2 separate regions of the Mus musculus genome follow, and region 1 is linked to region 2. A link is a contact called in public Hi-C data. All regions are on one chromosome and are shown on one strand. Each heading gives the region's core, a stretch centred on a gene start, on an enhancer-like site or on the middle of the called end of the contact. The rest is flanking DNA. Distances are from core to core; before and after follow the strand shown. Region 1 holds the start of 9330188P03Rik (RIKEN cDNA 9330188P03 gene). Region 2 has its middle 31 kb from the start of 5430440P10Rik.

Region 1 (6,720 bases), core at 1,097-3,596, 190 kb before region 2:
GAAAAAGGATCTGTGAATAGGCCTTTATGTAGGATATTTATGGGGATTTTGGTTTGTTTTCTGATTCTGTTTCAACTTTTAAGGAGTACCGTTAATGTGATTAATTAGCAAGAATTTATTGACTTGAAAAATCTCGACAGCCAACTATATATGATTTTTTTTAAATGTATTTTTTCAGGTGAAACTATAAACTGGAGGGCTAATTAAGACCTGCTGTTTCCTGAGACCTGGTGTGCACTGCGTCAGGAAGGAGAGGCTCAGGCAGTTTTACCTGAGGAGTCCCATGTAATCTTTTGAGAAAACCCCAATGTTCGATCCGTTCCCTCCAACACAGTCTCTACTTAAGACCCTCAGTGGATATAGACTTAAGTCTACCATAATCGTGAAGGGCAGCTGTGGAACTGGCTTTGGGAAAACTCAAGCCAGCGTGAGCCTCATACATACAGGCTCCAGCCAGTATCTCCAAATTGATAGAAACACCCCTGTAGGTCATTCGGTTTCTGCCTTTTGACATTTCCTTACTGTGCCCTCTGTCTGCTCTGCTAAGGGTGGAGACGGGTGCAGCCGCTCGTAGGGACTAGAATAACAGTGCAGAAACATGTGAAAGGTGAATTCTTGAGGCGAGAGATGGCTTGAACCAGCTGACTTCTCACTAGCTCCCAGCTTATCTGTCTTTATCAGGAGAAAAAAGAAATCTTTCTTTCCTAATGTCACCTTCTCGTTAAATAGTTCCAGAGTAGAGTTTAACTGCAAGAATGAAAGAAATGAAGAAAAGAAATAATAAACATGCCAACGTATTTTTAGGTTGGTGACATATTCGTGTGGCTTATCACCAAATGTGACAATCCTGTGGTGGCAAATCTCCCAGTCAAAATAATACGTGATAAAAAAAAAAAACTCTCTTCAAAGAAACTTCCAGTGTTTCAAAGTAGAAAATATGAACTGCTTACAACGTAAACACAAAAAAACAATATCCAGGTTAGATATTTTGAATTGATGTCTCCACTAATGTTTTAAAACTATACACCAGTAATTTTAAAATCTGTATTTTCTAAAAATTATACTCTATGAGGAAAGTTCAGCCCCACCCTACGGGCCAAAAGGGTGGCTTAGCGGGTAAGAGCACAGAGCACCCAGGTTGGATTCCCAGCTCACACATGGTGGCTCACAACCATCTGCAACTCCAGTTCCAGGGATGCTGACAATCCCTTCTGACTCCTTGGGCAGAGACACATGGAGCACACACGGAACACACATACACATGGAGCACACACATTCATGCAGAAAAAAAAAACACTCATACATGTTAAATAAGTAAATCTGGTTGGTTGGTTTTTAGAAAGACTGGTTTGCTGTGTCTATCTTGATCAAGAAGCAAGATGCCTGCTTCAGATAGTGTGCTACACACCAAGTCAAATGGGACGACTTAAAGTCCTTTTACAGTCTCTGAGTATCACCCTGTAGCTTTCAACCTGACAGACCCCAAATTCTGAGCTCACAGGAAACATCCAACACAGAAGTTCCATTTTCCAGCTCATGGTAGAGTCTTTCTCAACTGAAAGTCCTCTTCTCCTTCCTAGTGCTGTGCAGTGTAATGGTTTGGTAGCTCATTGCTTCTAAGAATCTTTCACCTTTTCCCACTGGTATCCTCTTGCCTTGCCAATCATCCTGAGACAGGCACATGTGGTCCTCTCTTCTGACAAACAACATGGCTGCCCTGGCTCCCCTCTGGTACCTTCTTGTTTCATCCAAGACCAGGCTGAACGTTTTCTCCCAAGCTGAAAGCCCCGGGCCACATAAGGGCAAAGCAGCCACATCAGAGCTGCTCCTGGTACCAAGGAAAATTATTTGCCCCAAGAGGCAAACACAGCCCAGGCAGTGTCCAGGGTATCAATCCCTCTCTTCTCTGTTATAAAAGGTCCTATTGTAGAGACACAAATCATTCAGAGATGGCATAGACAATGTCTAATCAGTTAATAGCCACTGCGCAGCCGCTGGGGACTGGCCCCAAACTAGATGCCGCCTGTAACCTATTCACTGGAAGAAAGCAGGACAGAACACAACTCGCACAGATTTATATTCATTTCTCCTTTTAGCTCAGGACACCCGGGCAAGCCTGAATCCTTTGAACAACAGTAGACAAAGGCAGCCGTAATAGAGATGAGAATACTTTTTATCTCCGGGCAGCAAGGTGGCAGATAAGTCCCAGTGGGTTACTCACACTGGTCGAAGTTGCGTCCCTGCTTCTGTCATGAATCACCGCTTTATGGAGTTTACGGAATCTCTGAGATTCTCCTTCCTTGTTTGTGAAACAAAAATGACGACGATCTACATCACAAGTCCTGTAAAGCACTGCAGCCTGCGGAAGTGCCGGATACTTTATGAGGCGTGCTGATGACACTCGGCCGTATTTGCTCTCCCCACGCCCCGTGTCTAAAATTAGAAGCCCTCGTCAAAAGTCTCTTGCGTACAGTATCCTGTTTAGCCCTCGCCCAAATCCCACCCACGTACACTTGAACTCGTGAACAGCACGTCAGGCCTTTGGGTTTGCTTTCTGAAACATAATTGAGAAAATCCTCTCGGTTTCTTGAATTTAGCTCTCCTCCCTGGCAAGCGTTACAAAAAATACCTGAAGCTGTGAAAGGGTTAATTTTATTCCCGTGTTCCAGATGTCTTCAGCACCTTGACTTTGGTAATATATTAAGAACAGTAAGTCTTTCTAATGAAAGTGAAAGGTATGCATTGTGTTGAACTGGGCCACTTTCCCCTGAAGCAACGCTGCTTCTTGGGACAGCATCCCGCCATGTTCTACAGGGTGAGATATGGCTGTGCTCAGGTTTACCCTGTGCTGGCACATTTTCAAGCAACTGAAATTGGTATCCAAGCAGTTAAAACTACATCAGCAGTAATAGCTATGAGCTCATCTTGTATAAAGACATTTTTAGTTAAACACCACAATCTTGGGGTGGGGGGCGGCGAGTTAGTGTGCTTAACCAGGCTGGCTTGGAATAGCTCACAATATGACGCATACCACAGGAAATCGAGTGGTATGAGGCACCTACAAAATATTTTTCAAACAAGTCATTGACGCTGTAAGGCCCATGCCTCAGCTTTAGGAAGTCACTTATTAAGAATCAACACCAGCCGTGCCAAGCTAAGCTTCTGCTCTTGGTGATTTTCCAATTGAATATTCAGGGCCCTGTCTCAGTCTTGTTTTCGGGGAAGTACATGCCTGGAATGTTAGCAAGCTATTTGCTGGAAAAAATGCCCACAACAGACCCAATGTTGATCACATTAATGCGTTTGAGTGGGTATAGAGTACAAATGATTGAAAACGCTTCCAGATCCCCGTTACCGGGGACAAAGCAGCCTCTGTTCTCTGATCCGATGGTCATTTTTTTTCCAGCAGAGGATGTGGTGCAGGAAGAGGGAAGAGTGCCAATCTCTGTCTAATGGTTCCAAATAGGGCCTGGGCCTAGCTCTTTGGATGCCATCGATGAGTGGGAAATGAAACGCAGATGGGTCAGATGGGTAAGGAGAGGGGATTACAGGTCAGGCCAAAGAGTTGGAATAAATTAAGTGCTTATGAGGTACAGAATGGTACATTGTTTAAGTGAATGGACAGGGGAAAAACATTCTGGCATTGTTTGGACCAGTGAGGGAACGCAACCTTCCCCCTCCCAGACCCACATAGGCTCAGAGCTGCGTCCTCAGGATGCGAGTGAACAAAACCCCCGAACTGTAGCCAATGGCTGCCTAGAGGATTCTCCCCCAGCCTAAAGAAGCAATTTCGCTTTATTACACACGAGATGTAATTTATTGGGAGAAATGTTTGGGTTCGTGTCAGATCATAGAGAGTCAGATTTGGGGTTCCCTGGAGATCGCTGAGGAGAAGGTGAGTAACCACAAATTAATACAGCAGGGAAATAAAGCGACAGAAGAAATGCTTGAAATATTGAACCAATTTCCCCCATTTTAGCATTTTAAAACTTTGCTCATAAATCCGAGATCAACTTAAGAAAACGAAGCAGACCTTACAAGGCATGAAATCGATATAGACAACGAAAAGTGGATCTGAAAGATTCTTTTTTTTTTTTTTTTCTCTTAGTTTTAGGGCTCTTAATACTATAGGGAAAGACACAGAAATGGCTTTTTAGACAACGAGGATGTTCTGAAAACAGATTGAAAGGAACCAGTGAGACAGGGATAGGGGCACTGCCACCAAGTCTGAATTTTATCCCAGTACCCACAGTAGGAGAGAACGAACGAGTGTCTCTGAGGTATCCTCTAACCTCCACTAGTGGGCGTGGCCTGAATGTGTGCATACTCTCTTGCACACAAATAAATACACATTGAAGAAATATAAGTCATACAGGTGACTTTAAATGTGAAGCACGGGGGATGACAGTAAATCTGTCCATTCTGTGAGAGAAAATTCATAAAATTACAATGTATATTCATGCCTGGCTCTTTAAGACTAGGTAATTGTAGGACAAATTGAATGTGTCTTTTTGATGACATAAAGCCAATAAAATGTTAAGGGCAGGAAGTATCACATATGGAAAGAAATCTAAAGTGCACTCGCCAACAAAATAAGAAACTTTTAAACTGTAGTCAATGGCTTATTTATTTATTTAGTATGACAAAAAATATTTTCAGAAGCTGATTTTCATAGCTGCTCTGTGTCCATTTTGTGGGTTTGACCTTTATCAGAATATCTCATGGGCAAGGCTGGAGACGATTGCTGTCTACAACCTAAGGATGCTCACACACTGGGTACTAAGAGCTTCTTGACCTATGCATCTCATTGCACTCCAGCTCCAGAGACCCCTGGAAGACCACAGCAAGCAATCAGCAAGAAATTCTCAATGAGCCATCTCTTTATGTGTATAATGATTTTCACTGTTTTTATGTCTTTATACTTTTTCAGCAAGTAACGGGACTGTATGTGTATATCACTGTTTTGTTTGTTTGTTTGTTTGTTTGTTTGTTTTTTCTACTACTTGCAGCCATCTTAAAACTGAGCTTGTCCAGCTGGGCAGTGGTGGCTCACGTCTTTAATCCCAGCACTCCAGATGCAGAGGCAGGCAGATCTCTGATTTCAAGCCAGCTAGGTCTGCAGAGCAAGCTCCAAGACAGCTAGAGCTACACAGAGAAACCCTGTTCAAAACAAAACAAAACAAAACAAAACAAACAAACAAAGCAGAGAATAAGTAAATAAACAGAACAAAGCTGAGCTTGTCCTATAAACATCTAAATAGCTTACATGTTCCCCCAATCTTCTCCCCTTCAAAATTCTTTTGAGCTCTGCTCTTATAAAGTAATCTGAAGAAGAAACAACCAACATATAAAGTAAGTGAAAACTGACCATGATACAAACATCAGTATTGAGTGATGGAGAGGAAAAAAGAAACGTCTCCAGACACATTTCCCCTTTATGCTGAGCAAAAACATTAAACTGTTGCTCATGGAAAGAAGGGCATAAACCCATCAGAAACTAATATCCGTTTGTGGATATTGCTGTTTCCTTTCCCATAAAAGACATGATGTTTTTCAGTCTCCTTTTCTCTTTTACATTAGAAAAAAAAAGTGGACAACGGAAAATGTTGGTAGCAGACTCTAAAAGGCAAAATTGCTTCAGTAAGAATTAAATGAGTATGTGATCTAACATGAAATTGGAGATAATCTTTTAAGAAAAAAAAATACAAGTAGCAGTAGCAGGACAAGGTACCCGAGAAACAGTCGTCTTCTCTTTCAGTGGGATTTTTAAAAAAGTTTCAATGAATGTAATAACCATCCTGCTGGCTAGAGACCTGGAGGGATCCGAGAGAGGTGGATAACAGACAGACCCGCATGTACCTTTAAGGATTCCTGGATGTTATTAGTCAGGCCCCTTAGATGACGTCACAGCACAATGCAGACTACGTCATAGCATAATGCAGAATACGTCATAGCATAATGCAGAATACGTAAGTGCCAGTAAATACCTGTAAGCAGGAAAAAGAGGATGAGAATAGTGAGACCATTGACCCATCAGGCAGTGGTACTTCCGTGCAGCCGAGCCTGACTATGGCGACCAGCCGCATAAGGACCCTCACGAATCCCTTAGGTATATCAGGTTGGAGAAAACACTAGCAAACATAGCTATCTAGCATAGCCTAAGGGAAAAGAACACACATATTGTTCTGCAGTTAGTCGTCAAGCAACATGACAGACGAACAATAACTAGGAAGATTTTTCCTAAGGTGTTTTATCAGACCAGAAGATGGCTCGGCAGAAAAAGCTGTTTGTTGAGATGTGTGATGACCTGAACTCCACACCCAGAGCCCACACGGTGGAAGGAAGAGAAGCGAATCCTGCCATCTTTCTTATGGTTTCCACACCCACGAATGGCATGTGTGCATTCACACATACCCACCAAATAAATAAATACGTTGAAAAAGTGTTTTATACTTTATATACCACGAAACCTAAATTGCCTCCTGGGATTTCCACTTATGAGTCAGGGCTACAGACATTGTTTGTGGAGGGGGAGGGGGAGTAAGTTTTTGTTTCTTGATCTATTTGGCTTGTGACTGGACTGAATTCATCCAGAGGGCTCCATTTATAAATAAATGTGTGCGTGGTCCACAAATAAGGTTGAAACTCATTTCTTTTTATCCTAATATGCTGCTGTTGCTGTGTCTTCTATGAACAGAGGTTAGATCTAGAGACACTGTA
Region 2 (6,645 bases), core at 795-3,294:
GGAACTGGGAAGAGAGAAAGGAGGAGGGCTGTAAAGCTATTTTTTTTTTTAAAGAAAGTTTTTTAAAATCTGAAACCTGGAGCCATGGCAGAATTTTCAGCCAAGAATTGACATAAGCTGGATCCGGAATCCTTGCATCAAGGTTATGAAGCAGGCTGTAAAGAGGCAGTGGTGGATACAGGGAGACTGCCTAGAGGCAATCACAGTGATTCAAGGAAGAGATCATGGGGGATTGTCAAGGGTTATTCTCTGACTGTGCTTCATTTTCCTATATGGGGGGGGGGGGTTTATGTGGTGTGTAATGTATATGCATATGTGATCGTTTGCATATGTTTGGAGGTATATGTGTGTGCACATGCCTGTGGAAACCTGAAGTTAGCATAAGGAATTTCTCTTGATTATTCTCCATCTTATTCACTGAGGTATGGTCCCTCAAAACCAAAAGTTGTCCATTCAGCCAGCCTAGCTGTCCAGCTCACTCCTAGGATCTGTGACTTTGCTGTAAAGGCACTGGAATTACTAGCAGACCCCTCCCACTCCCCCCCCCCCCCCAGCATTGATGTAAATGCCAGAAAGCTGACCTCTGGTCCTCACTGTTGCTAGCTGTACAACACACTACTTAACTACTGAGCCAACTCCGCAGCCCTGAATATATTTTAGAAAATATAAAAGAATGCCTTATCCAAACTCATGATTGACAGAGCCTTTCAAGGTGGTGGGAAAAGGTGAATCAGAAATCCCATGGAGGATGACTGCCACGACACACGTGGTCGCAACTGTATGAAAGGGACACTCTTCAGGAAAATACGCATCAGTGTGGTGGGGACCTGGGGAAGGTGGCTTTAAAACTCCAGGGCACCATAATAGAGAAACCAGACACATGTGGCTTTTGAAACTTTTTTATCCTAAGTGCTTGTTTGCTAAGAACCAATTACATAATTTGGAAAGTCTGGCGTGATGTTCTTTATCTTGAATCTTACATCAAAACTTCAGGTTCTCTAATAGCAAACCCCTCAAGCTTCAGTGTTTATTTTTGTAATTGACATCATCTACTTTTGCTAGAGCTGAACCAGTGAAAGGACAGAGGAAAAAGAAATTGCAAAACTGAAATTTAAAACGTCAGAATCCACGGGTCACATTAACAGCAGTGTTTGACAGGGTCTGGTTTCTAGCTTCCATCTTTCAGGGGCTTGCTCGAAAACTTTCCAAGATGCAACACCATCATGGGCTGAACTCACTGATATTTGGGCAAACATTGCATTTACTCTCCATTCTGTTAAAATGTCGAGGTGTAAGTGCTCTGACATAATGTGGATTTATGTATTAACACAAAGGTCTCCTGAGACATGTACCCATAATTCTCCACTGGCTAGTGACTGTAAATCAGACTAGAAAGGCAGATCGGGGCCCTCTTTCTCCAACTATCTGTGATTTAATAAAGGAGAAAAACATGATAACTAACAAAGGAAGGCAGACATCACATTTGCCCCCCTCCTCTACACACACACACACACACACACACACACACACACACACATGCTCGCACAGAACCAGCTGACACTTTAATCCTGAATCCTCCACAAATGTCAGAGACTGATACTTTAAGTATTCTAGGAGACTTTTGAAGAATGACAATTTCAAAAATACACTTTAAATTTTTATTAATTTTACTTCAACGAAATGGATTTCATATAAAGGGGTAATGCCTAAGCAGCAATAACTCAGAATTATCATCTTCGAAATAAACATCCCAGGCACAGAAAACTTGCTCTCCGTGTCTAGTCTCCCTCCATAGCCACCCACCCTCCAACTCCCTTAACACTTCTTCCAGCGTTATCTCAGAATGCTGTTCTCTGCTGATGTATCTTCCCCAGGGCCGCTGCACCACTTCTCCTCAGAGTCATGCAGCCCCGGGATCTGGCTCTGCCTTTATTTCTCTTTCACTTTGCCTGCCAATTTCATCTTCAGAGCAGGTCACTATCCTGCTCTGAAACCTTCCATAAGTCCCCATGCCCGCAGACGGAAGCCCACAAGCTTAACATAACTGCCCCCTGGTGGTCATCTACTGACTCACAGAGTTGGAACCCGGATTAAGGTTTCATTCAACATGGAAGACCTTTTTATTTCTAGGGGAAGCCAAGGGTGGGAAAGTGGAAGAAAGTGCGGACAAGTGTTTGCTTTCTTTTCACAGCTACGGTGAAGAATACCAGAGAGCAACACCTTGTGCCTCCAAGAAAGTATTAGTCTCCCTGAGGACTCTTCGGAGTTCCATGTGCAAAGCAATGCTCATCTCCATTGTCTCTACATGCTCATCTCTATTGTCTCTACATTGAGCGCCAACTTGGAATTTTGTGGATGAAACATGACTCAGTGTAATCCGTGATTTACAACATAATTGGTCCCCTGAACTGACTTCCTAAAGACACATGTTGTCAATTAAGACCACATTCTTGGAGCAGAATGTAACATTAAAATAGCAAAAACAATCAGAAAATAAACTTAAAAGCACAGAAAATTTGCTTCCTGCAAACATTGAGAATGTAAAGCAAATATTTAATGTCAATTCTCAGAAGTTCCTTTGGGGGATATTTTTCTTTTCATGGTCTGGACAAGTTAACATGTTTTAAAATGTAAGCATGAAAGGTTTTTAGCATGGAACTACTTTGGTCTAAGTTTTTAATGCTAGAAAATGACAATTACTGTCCTAGTAAAAAAAAATATAATTCCATGTCCATGTATGTCAGAATCAGCAAAGGAATCAGCCTGCGACATTCACCCCTCATGCCCACTATTTGCCACAAAAAAAGTTAAAATTAGAAAAACTAAGGAGTTGAACATTTGGGGAGAGTTTCCCTAGGGGCAACAGGTGTGTGTGATGTCTTCATCCACTCCCATTTTGAAGGCAGGATAGAAAAGCAGAGCTGCGTCTCAGCCTTGAGGCCCAGTATAGAGACTGAGGATAGCACACTCAGAACTTCTCTGTGTCCTCCGAAAACAGAGGAGCGGAGTGGGCTGTTCCTGATTCAGGCCCGAGTAACCTAGAGACAGCATCCAGGTGGGGGAAGCATCAGCACAAACGAACCTGAGAGGCAATATCATTCCTACAGGCAGAACAGGACAGGTGTGTCCTTTTCACACACTCAGCCCGATGCATGGGCAAGCAGTGGAAGACAGGCCACCGTGCGTTCTGTACAGGATAGGGACAAAGAAATGCCCACAAAAAGACGCCGCGGGAGCAAGGGGAGTTCTCAAAATGTTGACTGAGTTCTAGGTGGTCTTCACGCCCAAGGAAGCCAAAGGCCTAAGATCCAAGACACAGAGCAGGACACAGAGATGTTGTCAAAGAGCTCAGAATCTGCGGAGGTGCTGCTATGCTCAAGTCAGAGACATCCAGGAATGGCTCTTCCCTCCTTACTCTCCTTCCTGGCTTCACTGATCAGAGGAGAGTTGCAGAGGGGTAAGGGGTCTAAATAGAGACAATGCTATTTCCTTTACCACGGGTACTTAATAGACATGTTCCTGAAATCAGATGGTTAGTGGTGAATGCTGACTACTAAGAGTTGTTTGTCTTTTGTTTTCTGTTTAAATCAAGAGTCTACATTTCATTTTAAACCAAGAGAATAACTATTATTCTCATTGGATGCTAAGGCCAGTTGTCTTATCTTTTGCTGTCGACATTCTTGAGGAGTAAACACTGGTACCAGGATAGACATAGTATGTGATTTAGGAAAATACATTTCCAAATCTACGCTCTTCCACTTCAATAAGATCTATGTATTTTAGGAATAAAGACTTTTATAATTGTTTGTGGGACCATCATTAAAGTTTCTTATAATGTACCACTTATGTACCATGAGTTTAAGAAAAAAAAAAAAACCAAAACGCTACTCAATTGAAAAAAATCTTTGTATATCTCAAGTATGCAAGTTTCAGGTAATAACTTCAACATCCAGAAGCTTATGAAATTATTTTTCCACTGTTTTGGATAATAGAGTTTTTCACTGCATATGTCTGAACATGCAAGAACAAAATCTGGTAGATTATTCTGTATCTTAAGAAATTTCTCTGAGTCTAGAAATATATAAACTTTGGAGATTGGATCACTAGTGTTTTAAACCTCAGATGAGAATAAAATGGGTTTTGTCTTAATAGCCTTAAATTTTTATTTATTTATTTATTTATTTATGAGAGAGAGAGAGAGAGAGAGGTGCACAGATCCCCTTGGAGGTCAGAAGAGGATCTCCAGGAGTTGGAGGCTCAGGTCGTTGTGAGATGACCAATGTGGGCTCTAGGGACTGAGCTCTGGTCCTCTGGAAGAACAGTCAGTGAGTGATCTTAGCCACTGAGCCTTCACACCAGCCCTTAGCAGCCTTTTAGTAAACGTTAATATGAGCTATGGCAGACTGTAAATCTCTGTAGCTCAGCTGTAGGAAACCTCAAGGACAACGTGCCTTGCCTGCAAGGGATTCCTGCTGCGACATCTACAAGAGAATCTGTCAGCACTCCCGTTGCTCTAACTGAACCATGCTAGTTAGCATGAATGAATGAAGGACCTGAAGAAGGAATGAAGGACTGAGTGAAGGAACATTAAGATGGGAGGATGCACTGTAAAGATAATCATGCATAGGATCTGCCATCCATCCCACTTATGCGTGAAACAAAAAATTAGTTTTCTTCTCTGAGCATCTTAAAGATAAATACGCTTCAGCTATGAATACTGCTTGATCTGGGGTTGTGTAGGATCTGTTCGCTAAGTCAAAAATGTGCAAGAGAAGAGAATGCTTCTTAGCCATGCAGGCACATGTGAGCTGTTGACCGTGCTAGGCTCCGGTGTAGGAATGAATAAACAACCTAATAAAATACAGTGCAAATCCAGGAAATCCTGAGAGATAAGAACAGACAGAGAGAATGCATTGGAGCCAGTAAGCTCTTCTGTTTCTGGTCATGTACTTCTGACACAGCACTAGGAACATCTTTGTGTAACTTACTACTACGTGTTAAGAAGAAAACTTACTATTCAGACTCTGGACAGGAGGCACAGAACCATGAGAGATGGAGAAAACCAAACCAAACCAAACCAAACAAACAAAAACAAATAATCAAAAACAGTGAGCTCTGAAAATCAAGACCTCTGTCTCAAATCTAAGGCTCATTTCCCAGTGAGGGACAGGGAGAAGGAACCTGAAAAAGTCTGTAGTGTGTCTGGATAAGGAGAACTTGAAAGTCACAAGGCTGCTAGAATTAGCAGCGCTTGATCCCATAGATGGGAGAGACAAGGAGAGCCCAGAAACCCAGAGAGGGCTGCCTGGCTTCTTTGAGCACTTCCTATGACCCCACAAAAGGAATGCGTGCCCAAGTTAAGAACACATTGATTTCTCAGAAGCCAGACTGAGGAGCCTTCCTCACAAACACAGACACCTCCATACCCCTTAGCAGTGGCACTAAATCAGACAGAGGCTGCACCACACCTGCCAAAGAAGGCATCAAAGCATGCCTCCAAAGAGACTGACTGATATCAGCCTAGGTACGCCACGCAACAAAGCCCCCAAAGATTTAAATAACAAGAAAAACATCGAAGGAGCACCTAACATTACAAAATTCACAATTTGGTCTCTAACAAAAAAATAAGCAAGCAGGCAAAGAAGCGAGCAAAACATAACCGCTATCCAGGGAAAAAGTGGATTAATTAACACAAAAGGTGGGTTAATTAACATAAGTGGACTAATTAATATAAAAATGGATTAATTAACATCAAAATTACTAAACATTACTGGAGATGCTTTGTGTTTCTAGAAGGAGTGTACGAGCAGGGATGAGAGTGGAGAATTTTAATGGGGAAAGAACAAAAACTATTCAAGAACTCAGCTGCTTTGCCATGAGGTTTAGGGAAATGTCTAAAACTTAGGTAATAATGTCCTGCTGAAAAGCTGCTGTCCTCAAGAAAGCAAAAATGGGATCTATTTTAAATGCATGGACCATAGAGTTCTCATGATGTTTTTATATGTGGTAAGCAACCGAGAAAAAGAAGTTTAAAAATATTCCACTGGTCTTCTTTTGGTTGGTTGGTTTTTAAATTAATGCAATTTGAAAAAAAAAAATTTAACACAAAGCAAAAAAAGGAAAGTACATGATAGCATGACTATGTGGAGGCCTTTGTGATACACATCCAGGAAATGGGCCAGATGAGACGGGAGCAAGAAGGAGAAGAGCAAGGTACCTGGTGCAGTGACTTTACCAGCTGCTTCTTCCTGTGGCCTTTGAGAATCAGAAATCTCAAGGCGGGTAGTTCTTTTGCTCTTTTGTGCGTCACCCAGTCACCTGTGTCAGCTTTACTCACTAGTACAACTCTTTTGGAAGGACTGGACCAGTTCCTGGACAACTGTCATTTGGCATTGGACCTCACGGTTAGCGAGCGTCTCGACTTCTCCCTTGCAAGCTTTGCCACAGGCTGTAACCCTGACTGTGGAGCCTGTCTCCTCCACTGTGGCCCTCATCTCTGCCTCCTGTTTACCTCGCACACATCTATAGCCAGACTGGCCAGGTCTCAGGTGCTCCAGGAAGATCCTACCTGTCTGAGACTCTAAGCCCACTTTATTCTCTATCTAGGTCATGGTCATTTAAATTGCTCTTCACCCAAGTAGTCTG

The links. A called contact is a pair of places that touch in the nucleus more often than the background predicts.
Region 1: a Hi-C map of neural progenitor cells shows a contact between it and region 2, with 6 times the contacts expected there. The contact joins the promoter of 9330188P03Rik here to the enhancer-like site in region 2. A contact is called at or near these places in 8 of 39 promoter capture datasets (the 3T3-L1 cell line, the C10 cell line, cranial neural crest and 4 more), 11 of 484 Hi-C or Micro-C datasets (the 3T3-L1 cell line, the C2C12 cell line, the HL-1 cell line and 7 more), 5 of 115 datasets of contacts at active chromatin or transcription factors (astrocytes, neural progenitor cells, oligodendrocyte precursor cells and 1 more) and 1 of 9 other capture datasets (embryonic trunk).

The regions. Positions count from the first base shown.
Region 1 is chr14:105,585,175-105,591,894 of GRCm38.p6, reverse strand. It overlaps 9330188P03Rik (RIKEN cDNA 9330188P03 gene), which reads right to left and starts at 2,346. Exons shown (of 3, transcript NR_102319.1): 1 at 2,222-2,346.
Region 2 is chr14:105,393,025-105,399,669 of GRCm38.p6, reverse strand. No RefSeq gene overlaps it. Among named protein-coding and RNA genes, the nearest start is that of 5430440P10Rik, 31 kb to the left of the region's middle. Within about 2 kb of position 2,044, at least 25 of the 459 cell types and tissues checked have an H3K27ac peak or open chromatin away from gene starts, as enhancers often do. A contact at or near this core is called in the C2C12 cell line, the N1E-115 cell line, neural progenitor cells and 1 more, where this site is marked.